2 separate regions of the Mus musculus genome follow, and region 1 is linked to region 2. A link is a contact called in public Hi-C data. All regions are on one chromosome and are shown on one strand. Each heading gives the region's core, a stretch centred on a gene start, on an enhancer-like site or on the middle of the called end of the contact. The rest is flanking DNA. Distances are from core to core; before and after follow the strand shown.

Region 1 (5,234 bases), core at 1,612-4,111, 5.1 Mb after region 2:
TCCAGCCTCCAAGGTCATTGGGCATACATGTGGTAAACATGTACATGCAATGCAGGCAAAACAGCTGTACACATACAATAAAAATAAAAAACAAAATTTTCTCCTAAAATTGGATGACTGTCAATCCATCAGTACCTGTAATTGTGTGATTCATCATGAACACCACAGACTTCCAGTCTCTTTTGCTACTTTTAATGTGTGTGGAACTGCACATTACACAGCTCTAGTTTGTCAATAATGTAATTGCCCATGAAGATGCTATCTTGGAGCTTCTTCCTATTATGTTTTGCTGTGGGTTAAACAATCAAATTTCATTTTGTTCTATGATAGTAGACTTTACTTTAGGTTTCAAAAAATTATTTCAGCATGAAATAAATATTAGCAAGAGGACAAACACTACCAAGTCGAATACATGAATAATATGGATGACAAAGTTATGGAGGATATGCTTGGGATAGTTTTTGATAAAATGGACAAGTTAATTTAGGGCAAGTCACTTCCCCAATGCTTTTCATCCTAGCCCTTTAGGGTCATGTTTAGCATTTAACAGAGCCATGCATTGTCAAGGTTTATTGAATTAAAGTGTGAAGTGCAGAAAGCTGGAAATTATATGGGTTCTAGGAGACCACTGACATGAGGTCAAGTCAATCTCTCTTCAGATCTATCAGGGGTAGTCTCCACGTAATGAAGATTTTGAAAATCGAGTATAGCTTCCCTCGGGCATACGGTCTCAACCTTTTCCTATTTCTGACCTATTCTGAGTGACCTACAATGCTGCCCATATTTTCTACTTGGCCCTTACATAAATGTAACATGGCACCATTCAAATGAAAATAGTGAGACAGGGTAAGCAGATTCTCCTTGGGTGCCAGAGTAGCATGTTATTGTAGAGTTAAGCAGGAGTCTGACTCGCAGGAAAAAAAGGACAGGAGGATGAGAATGAGTATGATGATGATGATGATGGTAAGGAGGAGGAGGAGGAGGAAGATACAGGCATAGAAAATGAAGGCAGAGTTACCAGGTTCTCATTTGCCTACAGCAGATCATCCACTTTTCTCCACTCATGATGCCACACCTGTGCAATTTCTACCTTAACGTTTCTACTCCATTAGCTCACTTTAAAGAGCATTTAAAAAAAAATAGCATCATGCAGACACACCAAGGCTGATATGTGTATAAACTCACAGAGACTGTGACAACACACACATTACCTACAGAGTCAAAGCAGAAAAGAGTGCTCATCTTAAAGGGAATAAAAGATAGTCTATTTAGGATCCATTTTTAGTGACCATGGCCCAGGAACACAAATTTTATGCTCCTACATGGAAGCAGTTTTAGTTTTACAGAACAGAGAAAATAATGAATCGAGACATGTAAAACACATCTGTGGGAATACCATAAAGGCAATTCAGGAAGATGGGGCAGGTTTTCTTACAGGTCTCATCTGATGACTTTCTTGTTTTTTAGGTTGGTAGAAGCTAGTATCAGCCAACAGATTTCATTCTTTTTAAAAATCTCTCATGGGATTTTAGTTCTGACACAAAGCTGACTAAGGAATGGCAGTTGGAGTACATAGGAGACTAAAACTAGACTAAGATAAGGTAGTTAAACTCTGGACCTGCAACATTCCAATTTTGCTACAGCACTAAAATTCTAATCAGTCTCTGCCACACCCGGCCCCCCACCCCCAGGAGTTTTCATTCACAACAGGTTCAAGCAAGGGGGAAAAAAAAAAAAACAGTACAAACTAGGGGTTAGAGATTACAAAGTTCCATTCCTAACCAAAAGGCATGTACAACTGATAACTGATAATACTGGGAAAGGTAAAATCAATTTTCCCCTATGGAGTATCAACCACACTTCTGGGAAGGCCCCATGCCCAGAAGTAACTGGCCAACACAAAATTGTGTGTTTGTGAGTGTGTGTGCGAGCGTGCATGTTTTGTTACTTTTTTATGTTTGACTTTATTTAAATCTTTGACAGCAAGGACCTCTGAAATTCCTAAAAGCATCTACCAAAAGCTGAAGACATTCCTGGGAAACTCGGGAGCTTTGGGAAACTGTCTTTCAGCCGAAAGTGTTATGTATATTTAAAGGTGGACACTAATACTTTCTGCAATACAAGTTCATAGTCCTCACGATACAACTAAAATAAAAACAAAGCCCATGTACCAGGGTAAAGTACTGTCCAGCTACTTAAAAATGGGTTTGGATCAGACACAGCCAACGTGGGAAAGGGGCGGAGTTTTCCCCTGGCAGCGTTCAAACCCTCAACAAACGGTTCTGTGCAAAGCCACACCGCAGAATGCAGAGTGCCAATATCCTGACAAAAATAAAGGGTAAAGCTCAAATTAAGCGCTTTAAAAGTCCGTAATATAAGCCTTTCCAAATCCTTAGATGCCATTAGCTGTCACGGGTAGCCTCGAGTGGGTAACGATGCAAGGACTGACACTGGCTGGGAATCAATGGCGAGAAAGCAGCTCGAGACTACCTTGTACATCGCTAACGTTCCAGAGATTTCCAGAAACTGAATTTACAGCCAGAAACCAACTCCTGTGAGAGGGAAGCAACAAAACAGACAAAAACCTGCTAAGACACCAGTTTAATGTCCGCCCGGCGAGGCCTGCAAGCGATCAAAGATGGAGAAATCAGCACATGCCTCCCGCAACAACGCCCTCCTAGTACGCAAGCGCTCGCGCGCCCGCGCGGAGGCCCCGCCCCTCGCGTGCACGCCCAGACCAGGCGCGCGCAGCGGAAGTTACCGCCTCCAAGGCCCCTCCTGGCTCTTCCGCCACGAGGCCCCGCGTTCGCAGTCCGGTTCCGGTTGTAGCTCCGCCCCCGCGCGGGAACACGCTAGAAGGCTGGATATCCGGGCCAGGAGGCTCGCGGAGCCCTCACTTCCGGTGGTGTCTCAGCCCAGCTCCCTTGAGGCGCAGGTTCTGGCTCTCGGTGCGGTAGCGCCATCTGGCGCCGAGTGTTCCCCGGACTGCGGAGGGGCGCGCTTCCTCCCTTCAGAACATTCCAGAGACACCGCGGCGGCCGGGGTAGGCTTTATGCGCTCCGCCAGAAGGGCGGGACCCAAGACTCCTCCTCCACCGAGTTCCCGCGCGGGAAGGGTTTTGCGGTTACCCTGAGCGGAAATGGTTGGAGTCTGGAGCGGGAACGGACCTCACGCGGGAGGAAACCGGCCTTTTCCCGTCTTTTCAAGTCCTGGCGACACAGTTCCTGCCCCACTGGCTCTCCTTTTTTGTTTCCTCCTTTCTGGGCACTGTGCTTCGGTTCTTCACTCGGCGTGGACCGAGGTCCTCCATGTCCCGCTTTGCAGAGAGGAGGCTTTACTTTGTAGCCTTTCGTTAGCCTGTGTTGGAGAAAAGCTTTTGCTCCATTACGTCTGTTAAGCTGGGGTGTTGCGAAAACGAGCAGTATCGGGGATTAAACATTAGAAGAATGATAATAGGTTTTTAAAACAAGACAGTCTCACCAGGTTCATCTCAGAACTGTGAAATTAACGCTGTGGCTGTTATGCCGTATTTCCTTTAGATAAGGGAAAACGAGTTTCCACCAGAGCTAGAAAGTGAACATAACTTTCCTCTTAAAAGAATTCATGTTTAAAAAAGTCCAGATGTAATACACTTGGAGCACTGTTAGCTATTGTGAGTTATTGTGTATCAAGATGCACAGTGCGAGCCAGTGAGATGTCCCTTAGAAGTCAGAGATCTGCGGTCACTTGTCTCTGGACCTTTCTCCCCCACTACAGCAGTATTTTCCCTACCTGTGCATGCATTTGAGTTCAGAAGGCTTTTAAGAGGCCAGTTCACTAGAGTTTAGAACTGGGAGAGGTGATATGGAAGGAGAGCTAGGTGACTAAGGCCCACAGTTGGAATAGTTTAAAGAGTTCAGGAGAGCTCTTCGCTGTTATTGCTGTTTTGACACATTAACCCGACAGATTAGTAGCCTTTCTAGCAGGTGCCAAGGGAGCAAACTAAGCGCTAAAACCATAAAGTTTGTACAGTCACACATTCGGGAAGCAAGTTCATATAATATACTCTGTTGTAGAGGGTGCTGTAACACCAGGTATACAAAATTTCTCAATTATGTCATCTCTGTTCTTCAGAGTTTCTTGAAAATAGTAACTCAAAAAATCACTTCAACAGACATTTAAATTTTTACACCCAGGAAGGTAACATTTTAAAAATCCCTTTCCTTTTGTAACTTCTTTATAGTTTCTTCTTTTCACTAAGTCATTGCCCTTTACCCCTACTGTGTCATTTAAAATGTACAGAATGCTTTAATGCTTTCTGTTTGTGTGTGTGCGCGTGTATGTGCGCGCGCGTAAATAAGTTTTTGTATTCTGAGTTTGACAATGGCATTTGACCCTAACCATCAGTAAAATGCATTGCTCTCTGTAACCATTCCCTTTGTCCCCAATAGAAATACAGATATTCCTAGATAGGCTTGTCGTGTTCATAGCTATGTTGCTCCTAAAAGTGATTTTCTAGTACTAAAAAGGTTAGATTGTTTACTGAAGTGTGAGTGAGTACTATAAAGACTGTATTACCTTTAATTACAAGTTAGTGTATCTAACTGTGAAGATAAGTGAAATAGTATTTTTATAATGACTCAGACTTCCATTACAAGGCACTAGAGAGATGGCTTGGCTAAGTCTGGTCTCCAATGGCACCAGGCATGCACATGGCATACAGACATATATGCAGTCAAAAAACGCATATACATAAACTAATGATAAAACAAAATTGGCTGTTCTAACTCCATTGTTTTTACTAACAAAATAGAGGAAAATTCAGATTCAGAGATCCCTCCTTCCCTCTCTCTCTCTTCTTTCCTCACTAACCTGAATGAGTCGCCATTTAAAGGGTCAGAGGGAGGTAGCAGGGGAGAGCGTGGGGCTTAACCTATTTTCAAATAACTATTCATACTAATGAAACAAAGCACACATCCTTTTCATTTTAAACCAGTCTTGTAAAAATGGAGCACATACATGTTCATTAACATTACTTGCTGTATTTTGAGTCCTTTATTATAGTTGTTAGTGAATATTTATTTACTATGGCTATTAACATCACCATTTATTCAGGGTAATTTTGTCAGTAGGCATTATATGAAATGATACTGAAATTTACTTTCAATATTGTTTGGTGATATTTGACACAGAAATTAGGACTTCTTCATCAGGCTTTCTTTGAACTGAAGTTTCCAGGCTCAGTGTGGTGGAGC
Region 2 (4,748 bases), core at 871-3,370:
CCTTGTCTGCAAAACCAAAAACCAAATAAAAAATGCAAACAAACAAAAACAAACAACCCTCCTAATTTTAAAATGCAATGCTAGTTAGTTGTCTTAGGGTTTCTATTCCTCCGATGAAACACCACAACCAAAAACCAAGTTGGGGAGGAAAGGGTTTATTTACACTCCCATCACTGGAAGAAGTCAGGACAGGAACTCAAACAGGGCAAGAACTTGGAGGGAGGAGCTGATACAGAGGCCATGGAGGGGTGCTGATTACTGGCTTGCTCTGCCTGTTTTCTTATAGAACTCAAGGCTACCTGCCCAGGGAAGCACCACTTACAGATAGTGGCTGGGCCACTAACTGAGAAAATGCCTTACAGCTGGATCTCATGGAGGCATTTCCTCAACTGAGGCTCTTTTCTCTGTGATGACTCTGGCTTGTGTCAAGTTAACACACAAAACCAACCACTAAACTAGGTGTAGTAACACATGTCTTCATTCCTAGCACTCAGGAGAGAGGCAGACTAATCTCTGTGTGCTCCAGAGCAGCCTGGTCTACAGAGTGAATTCTAGAACATTCAAGAATGTGTGTGTGTGTGCGCGCACACACACACACACACACACACACATATGAGACCCCTTGGGGGGAGCAAGATTCACTCAGATGTTAATTTAATTAATAATATCAAAAAGTAAAGGATTTCCATTTGCACTGCAATCAGTAACTATTAGCAAAGTGCATTTTTGGTGGTCACAGCAGAAACTTGGTTTTTTTTTTTTGGGTGGGGGGGGTGTTTCGAGACAGGGTTTCTCTGTATATCCCTGGCTGTCCTGGAACACACTCTGTAGACCAGGCTGGCCTCGAACTCAGAAATCCGCCTGCTTCTGCCTCCCAAGTGCTGGGATTAAAGGCGTGCACCACCACGCCCAGCTTAGAAACTTGATTTTTGAAACAGATGTTTAATAAGTGGAAATCTAATGACAAAAAAAGTCAAGTTCTTTAAAATATTAAAAAACCAGAGATCTTCTCCTCCAAGGCAATATTCTTGGATTAACTAAGCATAAGTAAGGCAAAATGAATACCTTATTTTCCTTTGAACATTCTTCTAACAGATGAGACTGTATCCATGCTTCTGATGTTTGTGCCTCTTTTGAGAGCTGCTCATCTGAATAAAAACAAAAGTTGTATTATTCAGCAAACTGCCTCTTTGAAGTCCCGGAACACCCAGTAGTCTCCCGACTCCTCTGCAAAGCCAGAGCTAAATTCTCCAGAAGGTTCTGTTATACCATCATCTAGGTAATTAGAGACTCATACAATTAGATAACAAAAAAAAAAAAAAAACCTCCCAGAAGGTCTCTCCTCCTACACTGTCACCGCTCCGAGGATTGCGCCTCCTCCTTTCTCAAAGGCCTTCGTACCGTATCACGTTCCCATCTGGGTGTAGCTAGGGTTAGGTGAGGAAGTTAGTTTAGTTCTAAGCCTTCACTTCGTTGTCAACCGCCCCCACCATCCCGCTACTGGTTCTTTTCCTTATCCTGTTAATCGAGGCCCCCGACTAGGGTTAAGATGAAGTCCCTACTCCAGTAAACGAACTGGACTCAGGAACCCGACCAATCTCACCTCAATCTAGCCTCAAGTAACGCTTCCCCTGCGACCTGGATTTGGCTTTGGGGCCGGCCAATCAGCAACTAGCAAAGCTCAACCAGCAAGCAATAAGCCAATCGGATAAGAGGTAAGTGTCTCTCCCCTCGGAACCCCGCCCCCTAGCACGTCCTCCTCTCCGAGGCGTCTCCCGGAAGTAGTAGTGAGACTCACCAAATGACCCTTCCCCCGCCCCGTGTACCCAACGCCCCCTCCCCCCGACCCCACCTCCAGCGCGATGACCCGCGGTTGTTCTCACCGAGGCGGCGAGGGGGCGGAAGGTTCTTGGCCGAGCCTTCGAAGGCCGCTACGCCCTCTAATCTTCCCCTGAGGCGCGAAGCTCAGAGTCTGTGTTGCTGCTCGGAGTCGACCTGGCGGAGAGAAAGCTAAGAGAGGAGCGTCCGATCTCCGGCCTTCTCGCACCGCCTCGGAGAACTAAGACTGGCCACCGTCTGCAGCGACCCTGCCGGTGCGTCTGGAAACGGCGCTCCCCGGAAGCCGAGCCGCGGCGCCCGAGTTCCGCATCTGCTGTGCGCAGGTCCGGCTGTCGCGGGCTCGGGTCAAGGCACTCAGAGCCCGTGGCGGCTTCAGGACCGAAGGCGGAGGCGCCTTTCCACCCTTTGGAAATGCCAGCTCCTCTTCTCGTATTTCAGTGTCCTTTGACGAAGTCTGGAGAAAAACGCATCTGTCAAGCTGTTCGTTGCTCATTACTACCCGGGTTAACTACCCAGTTTGAAATTTTCCCTTAGTGTAGTTCACTGGGATGAGGAAACTAAATATCAAGTGCTTGTGATGAGAAAGCACTTCGAAGCTCCCAATATTAACCATTCACGTTCTTTCTCTCCCGCTATCCCTTGTCTAATTTCTTTTTTCATTATATGACACCAGATTTACCCAACCATTTCTTGTGGTCCTGGTAGGGCCCTTTCCTGACACCCCCATCAGCCAAATGGCTTAATCAGTTTAATACGCGCATACTGCTGTGATTCATAACTCTTTCCTCCCTTCTTTCATTATTGAGTGACTTTGTTTTGTTTTGAGACGGGGGCTCATATAGCCCAGGCAGGCCTTTAGCTGGTGAGCTTCTTGCCCTTCTTAGGGATGTGCTACCATGTTTGCTGGGTGCTTTGTTACCATGATGTAGCAAGCCTTAGCATCAATGAAACTACTAGAGTAAAAGGTGATACTGTCTATCAGGAGGATTCCCCTCCTCTCTCCCCATCTGTTTAATATTTAAAACATAGGAGAGTGTTACAGATTTCTCCTGTAGAAAAGTGACCCCAATTGGGGAGACCAATGGCTTTAAAGTGGGTTGGGTCTTATTTAGGGTGTCCTGCTTGGTGATTATTTTCTCTCCCTTTGAATATTGATCCAAACTGTCTATATGTCCTTTTATGTTGTTGTTCTGAGGATAAGACTTTCCTTTGAGTTTCCTTCTGGAAGTAAGGTTATTGTTGGAGTTCCTTTCCCCAACTTCATCAGGGAGCTATGTGATGGAGACAGTGGTGGGTGTATGTCTCTGTGTAGCCTGACTTTGTTTTTTTTCTAGTATCCAATTGCTTCATGATTCTCTAAAGCTTTCTTTGTATAGCTCTATTTGGGATTGTGGTGGTTTGAATAGGAATGGTCCCCGTAGATCCATGTGTTTGAATGCTTGGCCATAGTGAGTGGCACTATTAGGAGGTGTGGCTTTGTTAGAGGAAGTGTGTCACTGTGGAGGCAAGGCTTTGAGGTTTTAGATGCTCAAGCTACAGCCAGTGTGAAACATATTCAGTCTCCTCCTTGCTGTCTGTGTATGGATTAAGATGTAGAGCTCTCAGCTCCTTCTCTAGTACCATTATCTCCTGCACACTGCTATGCTTCCCACCATGATGCTAATGGACTAAACTTCTACAACTATAAGCCAGCCCCAATGAAATGCTTTCCTTTACAAGAGTTGCCTTGGTCATGGTGTCTCTTTACAACAATAGAAACTTTGACTAAGATGGGGAGATGTCTATTTTTTTTCTTACTCTGACTATGTCTTTCAGAGGCACACATCAAGCCAGCCCTCTCATCTCTCACCTTACCTTGAAGTCCCTTCCATTTCTTTTTAATACTGGAAGTGGGACTTGTGAACAGACGTTCCCCCCTCCCCTCCAGGGACATGTTAAACACTCTACAAGGCAGATTGGTTAAAAGTTCCATGATTGTGTTACAAGTCAAAGCCAAATAACCCTGGGATATCTCTCGCCATGTCCCCCCACAATAACCACTTATCACCCATGTCTGTGTGTAACCTAACGTCCTTGTGACTAGCAGGTTAGGCCTTATGGAAAGTCCCTTAGCTTCCACCAACTCAAAATAATCTAAGCAGATAGCATCTGTGGCCAGTAGCACATACTTTCCTGCTTTTACGAGATCTGCCTGCCTGTTAACACCAACCTCCACCCTCCCTCCCTCCCTCCCTCCGTCCCTCCCTCCTTCCCTTCCTTCCTTTTGTCCTTCGAGATAGGGTAGCCCTGTGTAGCCTGGGTGTCCTTAGCTTTATAGACCAGACTGGCCTTGAACTCAGAGATCTGTCTGCCTCTGCATCCTGAGTGCTGAGACTAAAGGCGTGTACCACCAGATTTGGCTTTATCCATCAAGGTATCTTGAAAGTATCTCAATTTTATTTTCTTTGTTCTGTTACTATAAAACCATCATGAGCTGGGCAGTGGTGGCGCACGCCTTTAATCCCAGCACTTGGGAGGCAGAGGCAGGCGGATTTCTAAGTTGGAGGCCAACCTGGTCTACAAAATGAGTTCCAGAACAGCCGGGGCTACACAGAGAAACCCTGTCTCAGGGGAAAAAGAAAGTCATGAATCTGTTACTGCTACGGAACATGGTATTTGGAATAACTGAAATCTGTCTTCCCAAGCCGTGGCCGCTCACATTTGGCTCCAGGACAAACTCATTCTTTCTGAGGCTAGAACTGCTTTTGCATTAAGGGGTTTTGGTGGCTGAATGTGGAGCCCCAAAGATGATCCAATTTCGTAATAGGAGTCACTGGATTGTTGCCAGGCTGGGCCTCTAGTGCCAACTGTTTGGTGTTGATTCCTCAGCGGAATGCTGGTGAGTTGTTTCTGGGACTTAGACCTACCTT

What was found. Hi-C and Micro-C count contacts between places; a contact is called where the count stands out from the background.
Region 1: a Hi-C map of B cells shows a contact between it and region 2, with 5 read pairs. The contact joins the promoter of 1700028E10Rik here to the promoter of Rnf6 in region 2. A contact is called at or near these places in 2 of 39 promoter capture datasets (cranial neural crest and erythroid cells) and 3 of 484 Hi-C or Micro-C datasets (B cells, CD4 T cells and regulatory T cells).

What each region holds. Positions count from the first base shown.
Region 1 is chr5:151,365,814-151,371,047 of GRCm38.p6, forward strand. It overlaps 1700028E10Rik (RIKEN cDNA 1700028E10 gene), which reads left to right and starts at 2,862. Exons shown (of 4, transcript NR_045700.1): 1 at 2,862-3,043. It also overlaps a transcript of Stard13 not described here.
Region 2 is chr5:146,219,337-146,224,084 of GRCm38.p6, forward strand. It overlaps Rnf6 (ring finger protein (C3H2C3 type) 6), which reads right to left and starts at 2,121. Exons shown (of 5, transcript NM_028774.3): 1 at 1,884-2,121; 2 at 1,066-1,148. It overlaps Gm38745 (a long non-coding RNA gene), which reads left to right and starts at 4,381. Exons shown (of 2, transcript XR_868694.1): 1 at 4,381-4,717.